Linked DNA regions of Mus musculus: region 1 is linked to region 2. The links are chromatin contacts, called in public promoter capture Hi-C maps. All regions are on one chromosome and are shown on one strand. Each heading gives the region's core, a stretch centred on a gene start, on an enhancer-like site or on the middle of the called end of the contact. The rest is flanking DNA. Distances are from core to core; before and after follow the strand shown.

Evidence for each region. Capture Hi-C pulls out chosen DNA fragments and counts their contacts.
Region 1: a promoter capture Hi-C map of adipose tissue shows a contact between it and region 2. The contact joins two enhancer-like sites.

What each region holds. Positions count from the first base shown.
Region 1 is chr13:45,369,144-45,374,091 of GRCm38.p6, forward strand. It overlaps Gm40933 (a long non-coding RNA gene), which reads left to right. Exons shown (of 3, transcript XR_873345.1): 3 at 1,550-2,068. Among named protein-coding and RNA genes, the nearest start is that of Gm40933, 13 kb to the left of the region's middle. Within about 2 kb of position 2,713, at least 26 of the 459 cell types and tissues checked have an H3K27ac peak or open chromatin away from gene starts, as enhancers often do. A contact at or near this core is called in adipose tissue, where this site is marked.
Region 2 is chr13:43,156,381-43,161,470 of GRCm38.p6, forward strand. It overlaps Tbc1d7 (TBC1 domain family, member 7), which reads right to left. Exons shown (of 8, transcript NM_001252639.1): 5 at 2,883-3,020. Among named protein-coding and RNA genes, the nearest start is that of Tbc1d7, 13 kb to the right of the region's middle. Within about 2 kb of position 3,236, at least 37 of the 459 cell types and tissues checked have an H3K27ac peak or open chromatin away from gene starts, as enhancers often do. A contact at or near this core is called in adipose tissue, where this site is marked.

The sequences.
Region 1 (4,948 bases), core at 1,463-3,962, 2.2 Mb after region 2:
GTGAGACTATGCAGGGGCCTAGCAAACACAGAAGTGGATGCTCACAGTCAGCTATTGGATGGATCACAGGGCCCCCAATGGAGGAGCTAGAGAAAGTAACCAAGGAGCTAAAGGGATCTGCAACCCTATAGGTGGAACAACATTATGAACTAACCAGTACCCCGGAGCTTTTGACTCTAGCTGCATATGTATCAAAAGATGGCCTAGTCGGCCATCAGTGGAAAGAGAGGCCCACTGGTCGTACAAACTTTATATGCCTCAGTACAGGGGAACGCCAGGGCCAAGAAGTGGGAGTGGGAGAGTGGGGGAGTGGGTGGGGGAGCATGTGGGGGACTTTTTGGGATAGCATTGGAAATGTAACTGAAATAAATACCTAATTAAAAAAAAAAAGACCTGATGGAGGTGAGGCCTACTACCTTTCTCTTTTGGGGTGTGTATGTGTGTTTGTGGGTTGCATGTGAGCATACAGATAGACCCACCAGTTGGAAGGACATTTCTATCACTCTCCACCCCATTCCTTAGGGTCAAGGTCTCTCGTTAAGCCTAAAGCTTGAGAGTCTCGCTCTTTGAGCTAGACTGGCTGCCAGCGAGTTCTCGGGGACAATCTATCTCCACCTCCAGGGTTGTTTCTACATATACCATGACATTATTTTTCTTTGTGGCTGAATACAATTCCTTTGTGTCTGTGTACCATGCTTTCTCCATCCAATCATGCTGACTTAGTTAGGGTTTACTGCTATAAACAGACACCGTGACCAAGGCAACTCTTATAAGGACAACATTTAATTAGGGCTGGCTTACAGGTCAGAGGTTCAGTCCATTATCATCAAGGTGGGAACATGGCAGCATCTAGACAGGCATGGTGCAGGAGGAGCCGTGAGTTCTCCATCTTCATCTGAAGGCTACTAGTGGAAGTCTGACTTCCAGGCAGTTAAGATGAGGGTATTAAAGCCCATACCCACAGTGACACACCCACTCCAACAAGGCCACACCTAATAGCGCCACCCCTGGGATGAGCATATACAAACCATCACACATGCGTTGATGGACATCTAACTTAGTTCCACTTATTAGCTACTGTGAATACTGACCGCAGCAATAAACATGGTTGTGCATGTGTCTTTGTGGTAGTGCTTAAAAGTCCTTTGGGCAAATAACTGAGAGTAGTACACTGGGTTACATGCAGCTCAATTCTTAGTTTTGTTGAAGAATCTCCTTTCTGATGTCCACCATGGTTGTCCCAATTTACAGTCTCCCTGGCAGTGGATACAGGTTCTTCTTTGCCCACGCTCTCTCCAGCATGTGTTAACATTTGTTTTCTTAACATCAGCCATTCTGACTAGAGTGAAGTAGGGTCAAGTCATGGCTGAGAACACTGGGCACACTTTAAAAACATTATTGTCTATTTGTGTTTCTTTTGAGAACCGTCTATTCATTTCTTTAGTTTGTTGATTGGAGATTTATACTTTTGGTATTTGATTTTTGCAGCTTTTATATGTGCTAGATAGTAACTGCATTTCTGATTTTTTTTTTCTCACCCATTCTGTAGGCTGCTTCTTCACTCTGCAGAAACCTTCTAGTTTCATGGAATACCATTTGTCAATTCTTTTGATTATTTCCTGAGGTATTAGAGTCTTTTCCAGAAAGTTTGTACCTATATCCATATCATGAAGTGTTTCCCCCTACCAATTCCAGTATCTCAAGTCTTATATTAAGATCTTTGAAATGTTTTCATTGATTTGTGTTCAGACTAAGAGGTATGTAACTATTTTCATTTTCTGTATATGAATACCCAGTTTTCCCAACACAATTTGTTGAATGTGCTGTCTTTTTTCCCAATGTATATTTAGACAACTTTATCAAAAACGAGGTGGCTGTAGTTATGTGAGCTTCTTTCTGAGATCTATACTCTATTCAACTGGTCTACATACCTGTTTTTGTGGCAGTGCCTTCTGGCTTTGTCACCATGGTTCTGTGGTCTAACTTGAGGTCACATGTGGACTCTCCAACATGGTCCTTTCTACTTTCAACTGTTTTGGTCATTTGGGCCTTTTGTATTTCAATATAAATTTAAGGATTGTTTTCCCCCCTGGATCTGTCATTAGAATTCATTGGGGGACCCCATTGAATCTGCAGGTTATTCTTGGTAATATACCCATTTTCATGATACCAATTCTGCCATTAATAAGTGTGAGAGCTTTTTCCATTTTCCGGTGACATCTTCAAGGACTGCTAACTCAATGGCAACCTCAAGGCCTGTCTGAGTTACAGAATAAGTACAGCTCAGTGATAGTGCTTGCCCAGGGGCGGAGGATCTAATATCAATTCCTGATACTACAAACACATACAGATAGACACATATGCGCACACACATACACACACAATGGAAAGAAAAAAAATTGAAAACCATGGCTGAAAGAATAGATAATGAACCTATAGATACAAAGTAGTGTTCATTGATTCTTCCATTCAAAATCCAAGTTCTGAAGAATATTGACTATCATGCTATTGAATGGATGGTCTGTAAAAACAAAAACAAAAAAAAAAAACAAAACAAAAAAAAAACAGAACAGTCTGTGACTAAGAAGGGAAGGCCCTATTATTGGCTATTAGCTTCTATTCACAAAGTTGGTAGAAAGCAGGGCAGCTCTTTTAACCCCACGTGACCATCATGATGATCAAATGCTGTTTCCTCTTGTGACTTTAGATGTCAGCACATCCTGTAGAAAGCCCAGACAAAGCACAATCAAGGTCTCTGTCAGGAGGGTGGAGGCCTACACAGGAACCGCCAGCCTTTCATAAGATAAAAAGCTGAGATATATAAGTATATAGTATAAAACTGCACTTTACCTTAAAATCAGTTCTGTGTGCTTGAGGGGTGAGTTTGGCACTGTTTGCCTATGTGTGTAGGGGTTGGGAGCTTTTTCTTTGTTCTTTTGCTTGTTTGTTTGTTTTTTTAAGATAAAAGGCTACCTAAATCCAAGGATCTGAAATGGCTAACATGACAGCTTGGTGTAAGTACTTAGTAAAACCTAATGCCATTAGAAAGACCCCTTGTTAAGGCTACCATCTTCCTTGCTCATTTCCAGGCCTCGCAAATGAGTTATGCATTCTGTTCATACCTGCATGCCTTTGTCTGCTAGCAAATAGGAACTATTTTTGCTATATATTTGCTACTGTGTTCCAAATAGGAACTACCCCAGACACTCATGTGTTCAATAATTGATCACCAGCCTTTGGCACAGTTTTTAGAGGTGATGGGAACTTCAGGGTGATGGATTCAGGACCTAGGAGCATGAGCTATTTTCTGTAGTACTGTACATTTTACTCAGTTTGACTGATACAAATTTATAACCCCAAATCTTATGAATTCAAACTTTAGCTCTCTCCAACTTGGAGTTAGAGGAGGGGTAAAGCATCAGATGGAGGAGTGTGGGTTAGCAGCTCAGCACAGGGAGAGGAGCATGTCTGGAGGTGTGCGGCACTCAAAGGCAGCTGTGTTCTGGAGCAGAAGTTGATGTTCTGGGCCCTTCTCTGAGAACAGGCAGGATACTGCTGCCATGGTAAGAAGATGGGAGTCAAGCCTAGGTATAAAAGGAATTGAGATTTCACCAGGAGGAAGAGGTCCACACCAACTGTACACAACCTCTTCTAGGAAATACCAAAAAAAGAGAGCTTGCTTCCTGGCTCATCCCGAGACCAGTATTACCCAAACCAGATAAATGTCAGAAAAGCCAACTGTCACTTGGCTTTATCTGTGTGTAAAAGGTCTGTTTATATTTGTTTTGAATATTCTTTTTTGTTGTTTTTGATACCCACTCCCCCTCTTTATATCATCAGAACAGTTTTTTTTTCCAGTCACATTGATTCATATCTATAATTCCAGGTGAGGTGGAAAGGAATTGCAAGTTAAAAGCTACACTGAGCTACATGATCCTGTCTGGGATCAAAAAAATGTCATAAGCAAACAAAAGCAACAGCGATGAAACACCTTATTCGTGTCTTCTACAATGTCATCCCCTCCCCATTTACTTTGAGCTAGTGGCAAAAGAGAGGCAGGCTCTTCCCATCCTGGCCTTCTATGTTGCCGTGCAGCTGAGCAGAGCTGGCAGGAAGGAAGCTTGCATTCTCTACGCAATTCTTTGTAATCATAAAAGATTGCTTTTAATTTGAGCATCCAGTGTAGATTCACATCAGAGACATTGTAACATATATTTATAGACTAAAGAGGTTTAGAAAACTGTAAGATTTATACTTTAAGGCTTATCTCATTATAATTTGCTCTTTATGAAATATTCCTTCCAGCTGGGCACAGTGGCACATGCCTGTAATCCCAGCACTAAGCAGGGTATAACTAGGGACCAATCTGGGCCACACCGTATGATAGGACCCTACCTTTAACACACACACATACACCACACACACATACACACACACACACAAACATACATATACACATGTATTCACATATACACACACATGTATTCACATATACACACATAGGCATAAATACGCAGACATACTTATACATGCACATATCACACACACACACACACACACACATATACAGACATACATATGCATACATATATACACATACACATACATAGCCATAAATAAAGATATACACACATACATGAATATATACACATGCATATATATACATACACATATACATACACAGACATACACTCACATACATACACATATACACATGAATATACATATTTCACTCTTGCAAGTGAAACAAGATCTTATGAAGACCTTATCACTATAGTAACAACTGGATGAATATTAACTACTGTTTATGATATTTATAAAAAGATGAACTACAATAACAAGCATTTACATTAGCATGTCAAAAGAATAACCCCCAAACTGTAATCCACACAAAATAATCACATAAACAAGTTTAATTACAAGAGACTTTAACTTACAACTAAGATGT
Region 2 (5,090 bases), core at 1,986-4,485:
ACCCTACCGCACAGCGCTCGCTCAGTCAGTCAGCTATCATCAGAAAGCAGCACCCTACTGCACAGCGCTCGCTCAGTAAGAAGTACTGCATCTTCTCTCATTCTTTAATTTTTTTAATTATTTAATTTTTTTAACATTTACTTATTTTTTAAAAGGATTTATTTTCTTATTTATTTATTGTATATGAATACACTGTAGCTGTCTTCAGATACACCAGAAGAGGGCACCAAATCCTATTACAGATGGTTAGGAGCCACATGTGGTTGCTGGGATTTGAACTCAGGACCTCTGGAAGAGCAGTCAGCGCTCTTAATGGCTGAGCCATCTCTCCAGCCCTGACACTTCTATATTTTATTTTATGTGTGTGAGTGTTTTGCCTGTGTGTATGGTATGTCAAAAGCAGGCATCAGATTCCCTGAAACCGGCGTTACCGGCAGTTTTGAGTAGCCATGTGGGTACAGGGAATCAAATCCCTACCTTCTGCCAGAACAGCACTCTTAACTGCTGAGCCATCTCTCTAGCCCCCGCCCCCTTTTCATGGCTGAGCGGGAGATGGCAGTCTGTGCAGGCTCGGCAGGCAGGCCCTCTACTGCTGGCTTCCACCCCAGCCCCAGTACTGTCCTCTGCACTCTTCCCTACATCTCTAAAATAGCAGCCTATACTTTATGGGGACAGACTGTAAAGGAAAGTCACAAAAGTATTAAAAAAAAAATGTCAGACCAAGGTTATAAAAACTTGGCTGCAACAAGAACCTAGGTTCTTTGCTTTGTGGCAGAGGCTGAGGCAAAGAAGATCTCAAGTTCAAAGCCAGTTCAGGCAACTTAGCAGGGCTTTGTCTCAAAAGAAAAGGTAAAGAAAAGGAGCTAAGGTCATAGCCAAGGCCTGGACTTCACTTCCAATGCCTCTCTCCATCCCTACCGCATCCCCCATTCCTGCTCTCAGCAAACAAACAGAAAGGGCTGAACACAGCTCAGTAGTAGAGCTCTTGCTTAAGATGTGTGAAACCCAAGATTCCGGGTGCAGGGAGGGAGTGGGGATAGGGTGGGGGAGGTGACCAGCAAATAACCGAGTGTAACTCTTAATCCTACTGATAGTGAATAACAGGAATGGGAGTTAGAGCAGCCATTGTGTCGCCTTCAGCAAGGGACTTAGAGCTCTGAGGTGCAGTGCCCTCCTCTGCAAACACACTAAGCTAGATGCAGAGGGGAGCTGGCTGCTAGGAGGAGCCACAGTGTTACAGATACACGCCGAGGTAGGAAATCCACCATGTCTGACACCAGTCAAAGAGCAAGGCAGACAGGTCAGAGCTAAGCTTAAATGGCTAGAGCATTTTAGAAAGTCAAGGGAAAAAATATGGTAGAGGGATATTTTTTTTTCTTTCTGATAGGTTTGTGTATGGCCCAGGCTAGCCTTGTATTCCTAACCCTCTGCCTCAGTCTCCTGGCTGCTGGGATTGTGGGTAAATGTCACCACATCCAACTAAAGACATATGTTTTATCAACTGTGGAGTCAGTACGGAATTCAGAAAACATAAAAACACTGACAGACCCCACATATGAAGCTTACGACCTTTAAACAACAAACAGGGAGAAAGCGTGTTCAGCATATTAACACACTAAAGATAATATGTAAGGTATATTGATGACTCTTACAAAGGAAAAATTCAGATATGGCAGTGCATGCTGGGAAAGTCCTCCTCATCTGCATAACAAGTTCAAGGCTAACCTAGGCTACATGTAACCCTGCCTCAAACCACACACACACACACACACACACACACACACACACACACACAAAACAATAGAGATCTGCAAAGCTGACCAGCTTCTCTGGCCCTCAGAGTTGTCAGAGAATGAGAGGGCGTGGCCACTGCCTGGGGTGGGGGGTGGGGGGTGGGGGAACAGGCAAGCTCAGGACCTGCTTACCAGGCTAAAATGTAAATCTGCCCAAACTAAGTAGAGTTTAAGTACAACACCCCAGATCCTGCTCAAGCATTTTCTTCCAGTACCTCCCTCAGGGATGCTGGAGCACGCATGCGCCTGTAGAAAGAGCAAGGGCCTGTTTATTGCCGGTGTGGGGCTATTAGACTTAATTACAGCCAATCCGTAGGAGGAATCACTGAGTAAATCAGGTAGGAAAAGTGATTCTAAATGAGAGGCTGCCAATCCCAGCTACAATCACAATTGCCTAAGGCTGTCAAACATTCCAATTCTAGGCCCCACACCGTGAGAGTTAATGGAGGAAAGGTAATGAGAAATTTTCAACCCTCTGAGTACTAACAGGAAGTCAGAGCTGAAAGCAATGGGTTATCTGAATGAGCCTAGGAATTCTCCAAGTGTGGAGCTGCAGACATACAGACAACAATGGGAGGGCCCATGTGTAGAGTAATAGTCTTCATGTGTTCATATGTGCATGTGTGTTCATATGTGCATGCTGGAACAAGATGACAGGAGTCAAGTCCCCTCCCCAACTCTGGCCTGGAGGCTGTATGTGTGAGAAGAGACAAGTTCCTGTCACCAGCCCTTCCATACAGGTGGGCAGACAGAACCCCTAACACAGAGGGAATGTTCTAGATAAGTCAGTAGGTCTGGACCAGCATCAGGAATCCTCCAGAGCAGGGGGGGCCTGCAGGTGAGTTCACCCCGTGGAGACCCCCGCAATCCCGGGCTGCCTGTGTCCTCCAACAGCTGATCCAAGCAGCTGCAAAGGAGACACAGGGCCCATTCTATGGGAAATACTTCTCGCCTTCTGCAGGAAATCTCTCCCAGGACCACTGTAGCAGGTCCACTCATCACAGCAGCAGCGACAGGGGGAAGAGGGTTCTCTGCTTACTTCCCAATAACACTCCCATCAAAACAACAAAGACAACAAAAATTCCTCACCAGCTGAGGTAAAGCGTCCCTGTACTTGTTATTTAACTGCTTCACGAAGCATCGGCTGATCCAGTAACAGTCCACACTGTCTTCCACCATCTCTTCCATGGCCTTGGCGATGGCAAGAAAGACTTCATCCTCCGGCTCCTGAAAGATTAATGTTAGATCTCAAGAGAGAGGCCGCAGAAGGGAAGATATATTTCTTTTCTGAAAACCTAACACTGGCCCCTGCATCTTGAAGAGGCCACATTAATAAATCAAAGAGGGATCAGAAGGCAGAGTGTGTCAGTACAGAGGAGCAGGGGAAAGGAATGACAGGCAGCCCCAGAGAACCATGGGAGTCAGCAGAACTCAACAACAGCTGGCTTTTGTGTGGAGTTGGCTGCAAGCACAGGCCAGGCAGGGTCTCGCTCTACCCAGCCAGTCCCCAGGCCAGACCAGGGTTCCTTCAGAGGGAAGTGATGACACAAGCCACTCTGGAATGTGTCAGGATATAACTTATGATGAATACTGAGGAGCCCCAAACGAGCTCACAAAACACCTGATTTATATCAACACTTCCACACACTCCTTTAGTATTCTGTTCTACTTAAAAGTTAAACACCCTAAAACCAGAATTTTAGGAAGCCGAAGAATGACATTTCTTAGAAATGAAAATAAATCCTCAAGAAATCTTATAAAACTGAAATTCTATTTGGAAAGTTATGTTGTTTTCAAACATTGCCATCAACATCAAAACAAACAAGCCACAAACAACTTACATTTTCATCTAGGCTTTCATAGTTTGAAATTTTTAAGATTAAAAGGACACAAAGAGGGCTGGAGAGATGGCTCAGCGGTTAAGATCACTGACTGCTCTTCCAGAGGTCCTGAGTTCAATTCCCAGCAACCACATGGTAGCTCACAACCATCTGTGATGGGATCTGATGCCCTCTTCTGGTGTGTCTGAAGACAGTGAACTCATATATATATATATATATGTATATATATATACACACACACACATATACACATATACATACATACACACACACACACACACACACACACACACACACACATATATACGTTTCTATTCCTCTGAGAAGCTCCAAGTTAAATGACAATTCCTGTTTAAATAAAAAGCACTTCATTCTTAGGCTTTCTTTCAGCTTGTTAATAGCCACAGAATATAAGAATCATAAGCAATGTATTTTTCTAAACATCTTATTACAGTATTGGAGGACACAAAAGGAGCAAGAAGCAGAGGAACTCTTCCTCTCTAGGGATTCCACACAGGCCACGGCCTGGTCTGGGTAATCCTGCAGGTGCCATGTCACTGCTGCTCCTGATCACTCTGGCCAGGTAAGGAAGACTAGCATGCTTCACCCAGCTGTGCCCCAGATGAGCCCTCACAAGCTCTTACTACCTCATAACAGCACAGGAGGGGCTGTGCATGTAGGGAAAGGTCGGGAAAGAACCCCGTTCCCATGTTCAGTCAGCAAGTGTACCAGAGGCTGCAGGGAAAGTGGACTCAGCACAGACCAGTGAGTAGGGATGAGGTGGAAGCCATGCCTATAGTTTAGATTTAGATTTCTTCCACTAACAGAATAGCTGACCTTATTCAATATGTAATTCAAGAACTCGGAGCCCTTCTAGGAGCTTGGGCCTGTATTCTCAGCTGCTCAGGAAGCTAAGGTAGGAGGACTGAGACAGGGCCACTTAGCAAAAGGTAAAATAAAGGATGCAAGGGGTGGAGATGTGGCTCGGCGGCATAGAACTTGCCTAACACCCGAGAAGGGGGCGAGAGATGTAGCTCGGTGGTAGAGCACATGCCTCACACGGAGAAGCCACAGACTCGGTCCCTGAACCACAGAGCTCATGCCGTGCTACCCGTGTCCCCAGTGCTGCCTCCGAGTGACGGGAAAACAAGACTGTCCTAAGTGCCACTTAACATTTGGGGGGCTTCTCCCTCTTCATACATGCAATGACAAGAGTGATAGCCTTTATCCGTGCTCATTTGTCACTCTATCATTAACTCCCTACACCTGTAATTGGTTATAATAAGTCATATGTAAAATAAGTCAATTAATTTTTGAGGTGAGATGTCACTATGTAGCTGCTCTCAAGCTCAAGATCCCCTTTCTCAGTCCGGCCCGAGTCCTGGGATTAGAGGTGGGTGAGGTCACGCCTGGCTTAAAGCCCAGGCTTTGGTAAAAACAAATTTTGTAGATAATC